Regions from separate parts of the Oryctolagus cuniculus genome. Here region 2 is linked to region 1. A link is a contact called in public Hi-C data. All regions are on one chromosome and are shown on one strand. Each heading gives the region's core, a stretch centred on a gene start, on an enhancer-like site or on the middle of the called end of the contact. The rest is flanking DNA. Distances are from core to core; before and after follow the strand shown.

Region 1 (4,939 bases), core at 276-2,775:
ACAGTAATTACATATTCTTGAGCAGAATGTGACTTAGAATACAGAAACATCGAGATCTTCCTCTGCTTCAGGGCCATCGTTACTTTGAACATGCTGTTCTTAAAACTCTGTAAGACTAATTCCATTCATTTTTAAGACATTCTGTCTTTAAAGTTCTGAGTCATTTTTCTTGCATGCAATTGTTCTGTCTCCCATTTTGCTGATGGATGGTGCTTTCCATCTGTTTCTGTCTTGGCAGGGCAGTGACAAACGCTTCCCAAGCTAAAGTCCCTATGTCGACTGCTGCTCAGACAAGTCGGGGGGTGACCATGGTCAGTCCTTCCACTGCAGGAGGGCCTGTCCAGAAGCTCCAGGGAAATGGTGTGGCTGGGAACCCCAGCGTGGTCCCCACGGCGGTGGTGTCTGCAGCTCACCTCCAGACAAGTCCTCAGGCTAAGGTCTTACTGCACATGACTGGGCAGATGACAGTCAACCAGGCCCGCAATGCCGTGAGGACAGGTAAGGAAGGAAACCAGGCTGGAATACTTCAGGGAAAGGATTGATCTCTTATCTTTTATGATAGATATTGAGGAAAATAGGCATAATATGAACATAATAGGAAATAGAAGCAGCACAGTATCTTCATTTGGGATATGCTTGCCCTGCCTAAGATTCCAAGCCTGATCTATGTAGAACTACAGTTTGAAGGACATTAGAGTGATCCTAAGGATGTCTGTAGTCCTTGAAAACATGATGTCAAGCCTTAGGGCCTCATGATCTCAAATCTCACTGTTACTAGTTGCATGACCACTGCATGATCCTCGCTAACTGGGGTTCTGTTTGTTTTTGATGAATGTAGCCATTTGTCTGTTTTAGCTGCAGTGGGATCTTGAATAGCTTTTTTGATTTACAGCATCGAAAACCTGCTAAGGTAGGTAACTATAAACTAAAGCCTTGAGAACAGGATCATAGAAACAGAAAGAAGGAAAAGGCCAGTGTGGACTGGCACTGTGGCATAGCGTCAGAGACTGGCTCAGTGTATCTAATGCTGTGGAAAGGTTTTCTCTGTAACTCAAGGGCCTTGGGGTTACACCTGAGCTTCCAGGCACTCACAGACTTGAGGATTGACTTGGAAGAAAAATAATATCTAGGGACTCCACCAAGATTGTTTGTATACCACCATGCATCCATTCTTTTATTGTAATAGATGCAATAGCAACCTTGCAGTAGGATCTGTTGCAGTGGAATGACTTGTTTAGGTGATTAGCAATTAATAGGAAGTTGACTTTTGCTGTGTTTCCTTCTGTCCTCTGCTAGTTGCAGCACACAGCCAAGAACGCCCTACAGCAGCAGTGACGCCTATCCAGGTACAGAACGCCGGCTGCCTTGGCCCTGCGTCTGGGGGCCTGCCCCATCATTCGTTGGCCTCTCCACAACCTCCGCCTCCAATGGCAGCCTCTGCTGCCCACGTCGCTGCTGTCAGCATCAGTCGAGCCAATGCCCCCCTGGCCTGTGCAGCAGCGGCTTCACTGACCTCCCCAGGTGTCACCACTGCCTCTCTGGAGACGGAGCCCAGTGGCCGGGCGGTGACCATTCTCCCTGGTCTTCCTGCGTCTTCTGACAGTGCTTTATCAGCTTGTGGAAACAGTTCAGCCACCAAACCAGACAAGGATAGTAAAGTAAGATCAACTTCCTGTTTCTCTACTTGGGTTGTGTCCCGTGGCTTCTAGCTGGTAAAAAGACTCATTGTTCCACAGTCCTTCAAGCGCTCACCATGGGTGAGTTGCTGTGCCAGGTGCTAGGAATGTGGTGGGGCAGAAATCTGGGCTCCACCCTGCCCGCTTATCCAGATCACATGTTCTCTGCATTAAACACCCACTAGCTGCCAGGTCCTACGTTGGGTGTGAGGGAGACCACAGTGAGGAAGGCTTGGTCACTCCTCCTCATGAAGCTTCCAGCCTCCTGGAGGAGTGTTGTCTCCCCTTTGGTTACTCATTCTGTCCTCATTTTGCTGTCCTCGGTTCTTCCTGTTCATTCAGTCTTGCTGGTCAACAGTTGTATTTTTGAAAAAAAAATTTAATATATGAAGAGGTTGAAAGAGCAGATCAAATATGTTATTTGTGGATTGATTTTCTCTACTGTACATCTGACCATAATCACATGGTTCCTGAGAAATAGGAATTAAAATACAAGGAAGAGTTTTCTTTTAAAATCATAGATTTCATAAATCTCTCATTTGGGGCCAAATTTCAAGAAAAATGAATGGAAAGGTAGGTTTGAAAGATTGGTGGTTAGAGGCAAGGAAACCTGGTAGAGGTTAAATGTGAACAGAAAGAGTAGAGCTGATGACAAGATCTGGACAACTGTTGTAATCACGACTTTTTCCTTAAATTGTCAAGTATTTCCCCTAAAGCTCTAGACCAGTTCTGGGAAGCTCTAGGGTAATCATAAACTCTTAGCCACCTGATTCAGTGGTAATGTGTGCTGCTGAGTTTAAATGCTTGCTAAGCTTATAAACAGGAGTTTATAAGGAAATAAACTTTACACCCTACTTAAAAGTTAATATTTAATTGTTTGGGTAACATGAGAATTTTTGAAAAAGATTTGTATCTGAACAGTGTTTATAATTAACTGCATTAATATACTCAACCTGGCATTTGTATTCTGTTAATATCTTTAAAAGAATTGTTTATATGGTTTAGATTTTAAGGCTTAAAGACAATGTGGCTTCAGGTCCTTGTCACAGATGAAAATAGAGGCTGTTCAGTTTCTGCCCTCCCACTGCAGGGTTTATAGAATCTTCAAGTCTGCAAAGGTGCCAATGGAGACAGAAAAATGGCTTTCCAAGGATATCCACCTCCTAATCCCTGGAAACTTTGAGTATATTTCCTTGCAAGGGACAAGGGACTTGCAGATGGGACTAAATCCAGAGTGTTGAGATGGGAGGATTGTCCTGGAGTATCTGGGTGGGCCCAGTGCATTACAAGGATCCTCATTAAGGGGAGGCAAAAGGGTCAGGACCAGAGGAGGAGATGTGGTAGTGAAGCAGATGTGAGAAAGAAGCCACAGCAGAGGATGCCGGTGGCCTCTGGAATCCAGAAAAGGCAAGGAAACACTCTACACTCCCAGCCCCCGGAAGGAATGAGACCCCGCCAACACCTTGACTTTAGGTTTTTTGTTATTGTTGTTTTGTTTTTTAAGATTAATTCTATTTATTGAAAGAATTACAGAGAGAGGTAGAGTAAGAGAGAGAGGTCTTCCATCCACTGGTTCACTCTCCAGATGGCCACAATGGCTGGAGCTGTGCCAATCAGGAGCCAGGAGCTTCTTCTAGGTCTCCCACATGGGTGCAGGGACCCAAGGACTTGGGCCATCCCCCACTGCTTTCCCACAGCAAACTAGTACAGGACCTTAAGGGTCATCCCATGGAGTGGTCATCTCTGACAGATGGCTGCTGGCCTCTGCTGGAACACCCCAGTGACCACAAATACCCTAGCCCTGATCACCCTGTGGCATTTCAGAGCTCTAACTTGGTGGCAGATGATTGAGCACTTGTGCCCTGTGCCTTCCAACCCTTGTTCCTTGTTTTCAGGGGCCACATAGAAAGTGTTGATCTTTTTTATGCAATGCCCTGAGGTATGTTCACGCTTATCCTCTTAGGTCTTCTTTAAGTCTATACTCTGGGAATCTTTTTCATCTGTTCTGCACATCACAGATTTTACATTTTCTCTTGTTAAATCTACCACCTTTCTTCCGGTGGATATAAATTCAGTAATACCATGATTGTCATCACTGGGATCCTCACCCATAATGCCATTTAGCCTACTGTCTTCTGTCACGGCTGCAAGGACATTGTGGGATAACTCACCAAGGTGCCACGTTGAGATCCACCTGTCTTTTGTGTTCTGCCATCACAGCAGCTCCCTGGTTTTGCCTCATCATTTCTGCTGTTACTGATTGTTAGCAAACATCTCCTGGAAGAGGTTCACCCAAAGTGTCATTTCCTTTTGCAAGCACTCATAAACCTTTCTTTTTTTTTTTTTTTTTTTTTTTTGAAAGCCAATGTACTCCAGATTTTTATTATCAGATCAGAACAAATGAAGTAGCAGCAAAGGGGTCCACAGTTTGGCTTCTGGTAAACCTTTCATTTTAATACTAAAGTTTCCCTGTGAGTCTACAAAGTCCATTGTTGTCTTCTTTTTGAAAACTGGGACTAACTTGCCCTTCTTTGCCTATGGAGTTGACCCTGCCAGAGTCTCTCAAAGATTGAGGTTGTGTTTCTGTGGTTAGCTTTCTCTGTACACTGGAGTGAATTCACCCTGTCGAGTAGTCCTTTATTCTCTCCCAGTCTCCACCGGTTTCCCTCTCATGAAGGTTTGTTCTTCTTTTCCAGTCTGAAGATTATCCTCCTCTTTCTTCTTGCCTTCTGAGAACCACCACCCACCCCGGACAGCAGATCTGTATTTTTCTTGTTCTTGCTTCAAACATAACTCTATAAAATAGCACTTTAAAAATATGTTTTTGTCTTTAGCATTTTTGCAGGTTTAAACTCATTCTGATCATTCATGCTTCTTGAATTGTATGGGCCCTGTCCTGTTCTTTGTTATGGGCCTTTCTCTTGGTCTTTTTGCACAGGTTCTTTAAAACCTTGAGCCCATTAGACTGCTCCCTGGGAGGTCACATCAGTACCTTTATATGCCTTTATGTTTCATCTGCAGGGGTAATTTGCAGTTGTATGGCCAGAAGTTCACTTTTGAGAGCCCTCCCATTCCTCTTGAAGCATCTCCCTTTTTGAATTTCATGTCATGCGTATATTTTCTTTGAACTTTTATAATCTGTTCTTCAAACTTTAGAAACATGACTATCACCAGTGTCTCTTTGGGTGCTTTCTTCCAAGGTCATGATATTTCTTTTCCAGGAGAACATGTCTACTACCTACCTATCTGGTCTTTGCCTTTCC
Region 2 (4,775 bases), core at 1,304-3,803, 180 kb before region 1:
TCTATCTAGTCAAAGTCACAGGGGTCATAGCATAACATGTCTATATTCTTTCCTTCATGTTCAGTTACCAGAAATAAATAAAAAAGGAACATATTTCTCTTTCCCAAACTGTCCCTTCCCCTACAGTATCCCCTTGACAGGATTTTGCAATTACTAGTATTGTCTAATATTTTTAAGATCCTGGGAAAAAAAGATTTTGCCTGGTTTAACTGCTAGAGAGAGATTCATGGTAGATAATGATAACAATGATATGTTCCTTTAAAAGATAAGTACAGATTACAAAGAGCCAGCACACTGTCTCATCTAATGGTCCAATGATACTCTAAGTTTTTTTTTTTTTTTTTTTCTCACTGTTTGATGGACAGAAAATGACTCAAGTAGTTTAAGCAACTTAGCCAAGACTTTATTTTCTGGCTGGAGTAACTAAAGCTAATAACATAATTGCATTCTAAACAATATTGTGAACATGCACCTGGGGTGTTCAAAGAACTGTAATACGCATGGGATGTGTGTGCTGGTGACTTTGATCAGTGCAGTCTCAGGACACATTGTCTTCTGATCTTTGAAAATGGTGTGACTCCTGGTTTTCTTGTCTAGAGTTTCAAGAGCTAACTCTGAAATCGTGTCCTGTTCTCTCTAGTAAAGAAACAGAAAACAAAATAAGAACAAAATTTGCCCTTTCATTCCAGAGTAATGTATGCTTAAATTTCTTCTTTCTCTAGGGAACAGGCATGCTGTCCTCAATTTTGCCTGGGGTAGGGGATATGGTGGTGATGTGCAAAAGATAGGGCTTTAGTTCGGCAGAAAGAAAACTGGACGAGGAATCCAAAGAGTTAAGGCTGACTCATGGTTCAACATTATTTATTTTATGGCCTGGGGAAGGAAGTTAATCTAGTTGAGCTTCAGTCTTAATGACTGTAAAGTGAATACAGGAATCCTGAATCCTTATCTGTTCACTAACTTTCCAGCTAGCCTCCTCTTCACCTGCAGTTTCAGCTGCAGAACTGTATGGCCTAACCAATCACTTTCAGAATGCCTTGTTTACAGATGATTGGATTATGAATTCTCCATCCGATTCAGTCCCCTCGTCTTTCTCAGCTCAAATTCATGTACACTTACTCATTTCCAATGGAGGGAGAAGTGGGCTGTTATTTTTGGTGTTCACACTGTATGACTCTCAGCATATTAATCTACTTAGAACAAAGCTGAAGAAGGATGACATGGAAGATGGCTGTGAGAACTGAATTAATACATGGAAAATGTTTTGCAGAGTGCCTGGCTCCTAGTGAGGATAATTTTTGAGTTGTTACAATTTTTTCTTACTTAGAGGGCCCTCATTTGTCTTGAATGGTTTAGCTGTGGCCCTGGAGGAGACTAGAGGATAATCTGATTCCTCTTCAAACTGTCAGCCTGGTTGATGGCCTCTCAGGGATTTCTTGCACAATTTGTCTCTATACCTCCGTCTCCTGGTCCTCATCTAGTTTATGCTCACATTTGAGAAAGGATATTTGGCATACTTTTTGGTTGGTTAACAGAAAATGCAAATAAAATAACAACTTTGAGATCAACGACACCTTTAACTTGCTTTCTCTCTGAACTGAGTCTGAAAAACAAACCCTAACTCCTGTGGACAACACGTTTTTCCAAACTCTTCTTCGGAGTTTACAGGTGTGTGCCTGGAGCAACGAAAACAAAGGTTACAGCGACCATGCCGACGGAGGCCTCCCAGGCGCAGATGAAAGAGGTGTCCCTCAGCTAGCTCCACGGTGCCAGCTCGCCGGAGGTGCCACTTTGAATGCTCCCCTGTAGGGCAGGTATAGCAGAGCCTCCCAAGGCTGAGTTTTAAACCCGCACGAGTGTTCTCCCCTCTGGTTGTGACCGTTCAGGCCAGTGATCCTCCAGGCTGGCTCTGGCTCTCGTCCCGAGACTGGGGCCCGGCGGCTGGACAGCTGTCCTCGGGCTGCCCCCACCGACTCCACGAGCCTCGCCTCGCCTCGCCGGGAACTGAGGGGTAACATTTTGCCCTTGCTCCACCAAGCAAGTATCCGGGGGCCCGACGGGCAGACGCAAAGGGAAAATGGGACCGGTTCTTGCCGGGGTGGCTCCCACCCGCCCGCCGAACCCAGCCTTTCCTACGCCGCAGCCGCTCTCGCCCAGAGAACGGACTGTCCCGGGTCGCCCGGCGCCGCTGGGCAGGAGGATAACGCAGCCAGTCCAAGCCCCGTGGCTCCTTCATCTTCACTCAGCCGCCACTCCCGCCGCCTCCTTCCCTCCCTCGGCAGCTCCATTTTTTTCAGCTCCATTTTTCCCTCAGGGAAAAGGCGTCTGTCCCAAACCCTTCCTCCTCGCTGCCCCCTGGGGTCCTCGCTTCCCCGACTCCCGGCTCTCCCAGCGTCGCCTAAGGCCACTGCCCCCCACCCCGGCCCTGGAGCCAGCGGGGTCCGGCGCGCAGGTACCTCAGCGGCAGGAGGAAGGCGCGGCGGCCGGGCGCCTCCCAGAGGTGCGGCGCCCGCTCCGGGGGGAGGCGCTGTGGCGCGGGGCCGCCCCCTTGCGCCCGGGGCGCCGGCTGCGGCTCGGCCTCCTCCTCCACTACCTCCTCCTCCTCCTCCTCCCTGGCTGGGAAAGTGGGAGGCGGCAGCGGCGGCGGCGTGGTGTGTGCGCGCGTGAGGGGGGCAGCAGAGAGGAGTCTCCCGGTGCCACCGCGGCGTCAGAGACACTGCGAGCGGCGGGCGCGGCGGGGCCGCATCTGCATCGGCCGCCGCCGCCGCTGCGGGGCTGCGAACAAAGAGGAGGAGCCGAGGCGCGAGGTAGGGCGCGCGGCGGCCGCGGGGCTGGCGGGGACGCGGCGTCGGCGGACCCTCTCTGCGGGTCGCTGCGGAGGAGACGGTGGTCTGGGCGTTCTCGCTCCCCTGCACTGGTCAGGCTCTGTCCCCTCACCTTCGGGGTCTCCGTGGGCCAGGAGTCCGGACCTGCGGCCACGGAACCCGCGGCCTCGCTGCCGTCTCCCGGCAGGAAGCAGCCTGGGCTCGGTGCCGCGGTCTCCCGGGGCGCAGCCCAGCACCCCCTGCTTCCCGGATGGCTCCATCTCCCTGGGGACTCTCGCCTCATCTCTGCGGGGTTATAGATCTGTTTCTCCGTGGTACTTTGTAGGGCTGAGTTTCGCAACTTAAGGCCGCGCATTTATTTTTAACTCCTTGAAAACTTCCAGCAGTCGTGGGGGGTGGGGTGGGGTGGGATTTTTGTCCCTGGCTTGACCTGAAGGGAGGCGGAGGTGGGGCTGACTCTTGGAGAGCCCCGTTCCGCGACGGCCCGGGCCGCAGCCCCAGCCCAAGTCCGCCCCTGCCCGGGCGCTGGCGACACCTGGCTCCGGGGTGTGTCTGCGGCGGGCGGCCGCCGCGCCTCCCCGCGGGCTCGGGCAGTACCTGTGCGTGCGGCGTGGGAGGGAGGCGCAGCCCTGTAGCTCCCTCCCGGCCTCACTTTGTCAAGAACAGCTGTTAATGCTTCCATCCAAATCTTTTTACCCCCTTTCTCCTGGGTATTCACGTTTTACATTTATTTTGGTGGCTGGGGGAAAGAGCGGCACAGTAACAGGTTTAAATGCTTTTTCCTGAATGGCCCCATTTTCTTATTATGCTCACAGTTTTCAGTCCAGCATTCCATTGTCAAATTCTTTTGGTGGCAGTTTGGCCAGATTTTCTGAATGGGATTAGAACAGGCCGTTCAGAAATCCGTCCACCACTGCTCTGAAGGGTGCTTTTATGTGCATTTTAGCTGCTTTCCAGCAAGTCTCTAGTTGTGTCCTTAGAATTGTCAACCTTCAGCTCTTTCTGGTTGGGCAAGATTAAGTAGTTGTATTTTTAAGAGCGTCGAAGAAACATATGTATTTAATATTGGGGTCATTTACCACAAAGATCACATGAAGCATGGTTTCTAAGATGCCAAAGTGACTTAAAAATTGGGAACTTCCTCGGATTTAAAAGCGATTTCAGGCAGAGGAAACTTTTGATTGCTTCTGTTCAGCTTATTCTATGAGTTGAAGACTTAATATCATTTTCAGAGCTGAAGAAATTATGTTCTTAATTGCACTTCATAAATCCTGTTTATTGCAAGGATCCTGTATAATGCTTCATAGCTGTTCTGCACAGCAAACTCCTCTATATCTTTAGGGATTAATTTTGAATTGTTTGAAAGGCCCATTTTGTTTTCATTGACTTTGTAGTTGAGGAACCACATCCAAAAGCAAAACTACACCATGCAGAGGAAGCACTGCTGTGTACTTTTCAGCTCTTGGCTTCTCTGTGAACTTTTTCCCCAGATAACAATGCTGATTTTCTCTTTCTCTTTTTCTGCTCTCTCCCCATGACTCTAGAGCAAAGTCTGAAATGGATGTTACATGAATCATTTTAAGGGATGCACACGATTATGAACGTTCCTGAAGCTTTCCTGTCAGTCAAATAGATAAAAGATGGATGAATCTGCCTTGTTGGATCTCTTGGAGTGCCCTGTGTGTCTAGAGCGCCTTGATGCTTCTGCAAAGGTTTTGCCTTGCCAGCACACGTTTTGCAAACGATGTCTGCTGGGGATTGTAGGTTCCCGGAATGAACTGAGATGTCCCGAGTGCAGGACTCTTGTTGGCTCGGGTGTGGAGGAGCTTCCCAGTAACATCCTGCTGGTCAGACTTCTGGATGGCATCAAGCAGAGGCCTTGGAAACCTGGCCCTAGTGGGGGCAGTGGGACCAACTGCACAAATGCGTTAAGGGCCCAGGGCAGCACGG

What was found. Hi-C and Micro-C count contacts between places; a contact is called where the count stands out from the background.
Region 2: a contact with region 1 is called in a Hi-C map of skin fibroblasts, with 1.6 times the contacts expected there. The contact joins the promoter of SH3RF1 here to the enhancer-like site in region 1.

The regions. Positions count from the first base shown.
Region 1 is chr2:51,723,742-51,728,680 of mOryCun1.1, reverse strand. It overlaps SH3RF1 (SH3 domain containing ring finger 1), which reads left to right. Exons shown (of 12, transcript XM_017338128.3): 9 at 239-498; 10 at 1,297-1,346. Among named protein-coding and RNA genes, the nearest start is that of CBR4, 130 kb to the right of the region's middle. Within about 2 kb of position 1,525, at least 1 of the 8 cell types and tissues checked has an H3K27ac peak or open chromatin away from gene starts, as enhancers often do.
Region 2 is chr2:51,901,157-51,905,931 of mOryCun1.1, reverse strand. It overlaps SH3RF1 (SH3 domain containing ring finger 1), which reads left to right and starts at 2,553. Exons shown (of 12, transcript XM_017338128.3): 1 at 2,553-2,807; 2 at 4,370-4,775. The coding sequence starts at 4,466. It overlaps LOC138848463 (a long non-coding RNA gene), which reads right to left and starts at 3,112. Exons shown (of 3, transcript XR_011386269.1): 1 at 2,938-3,112.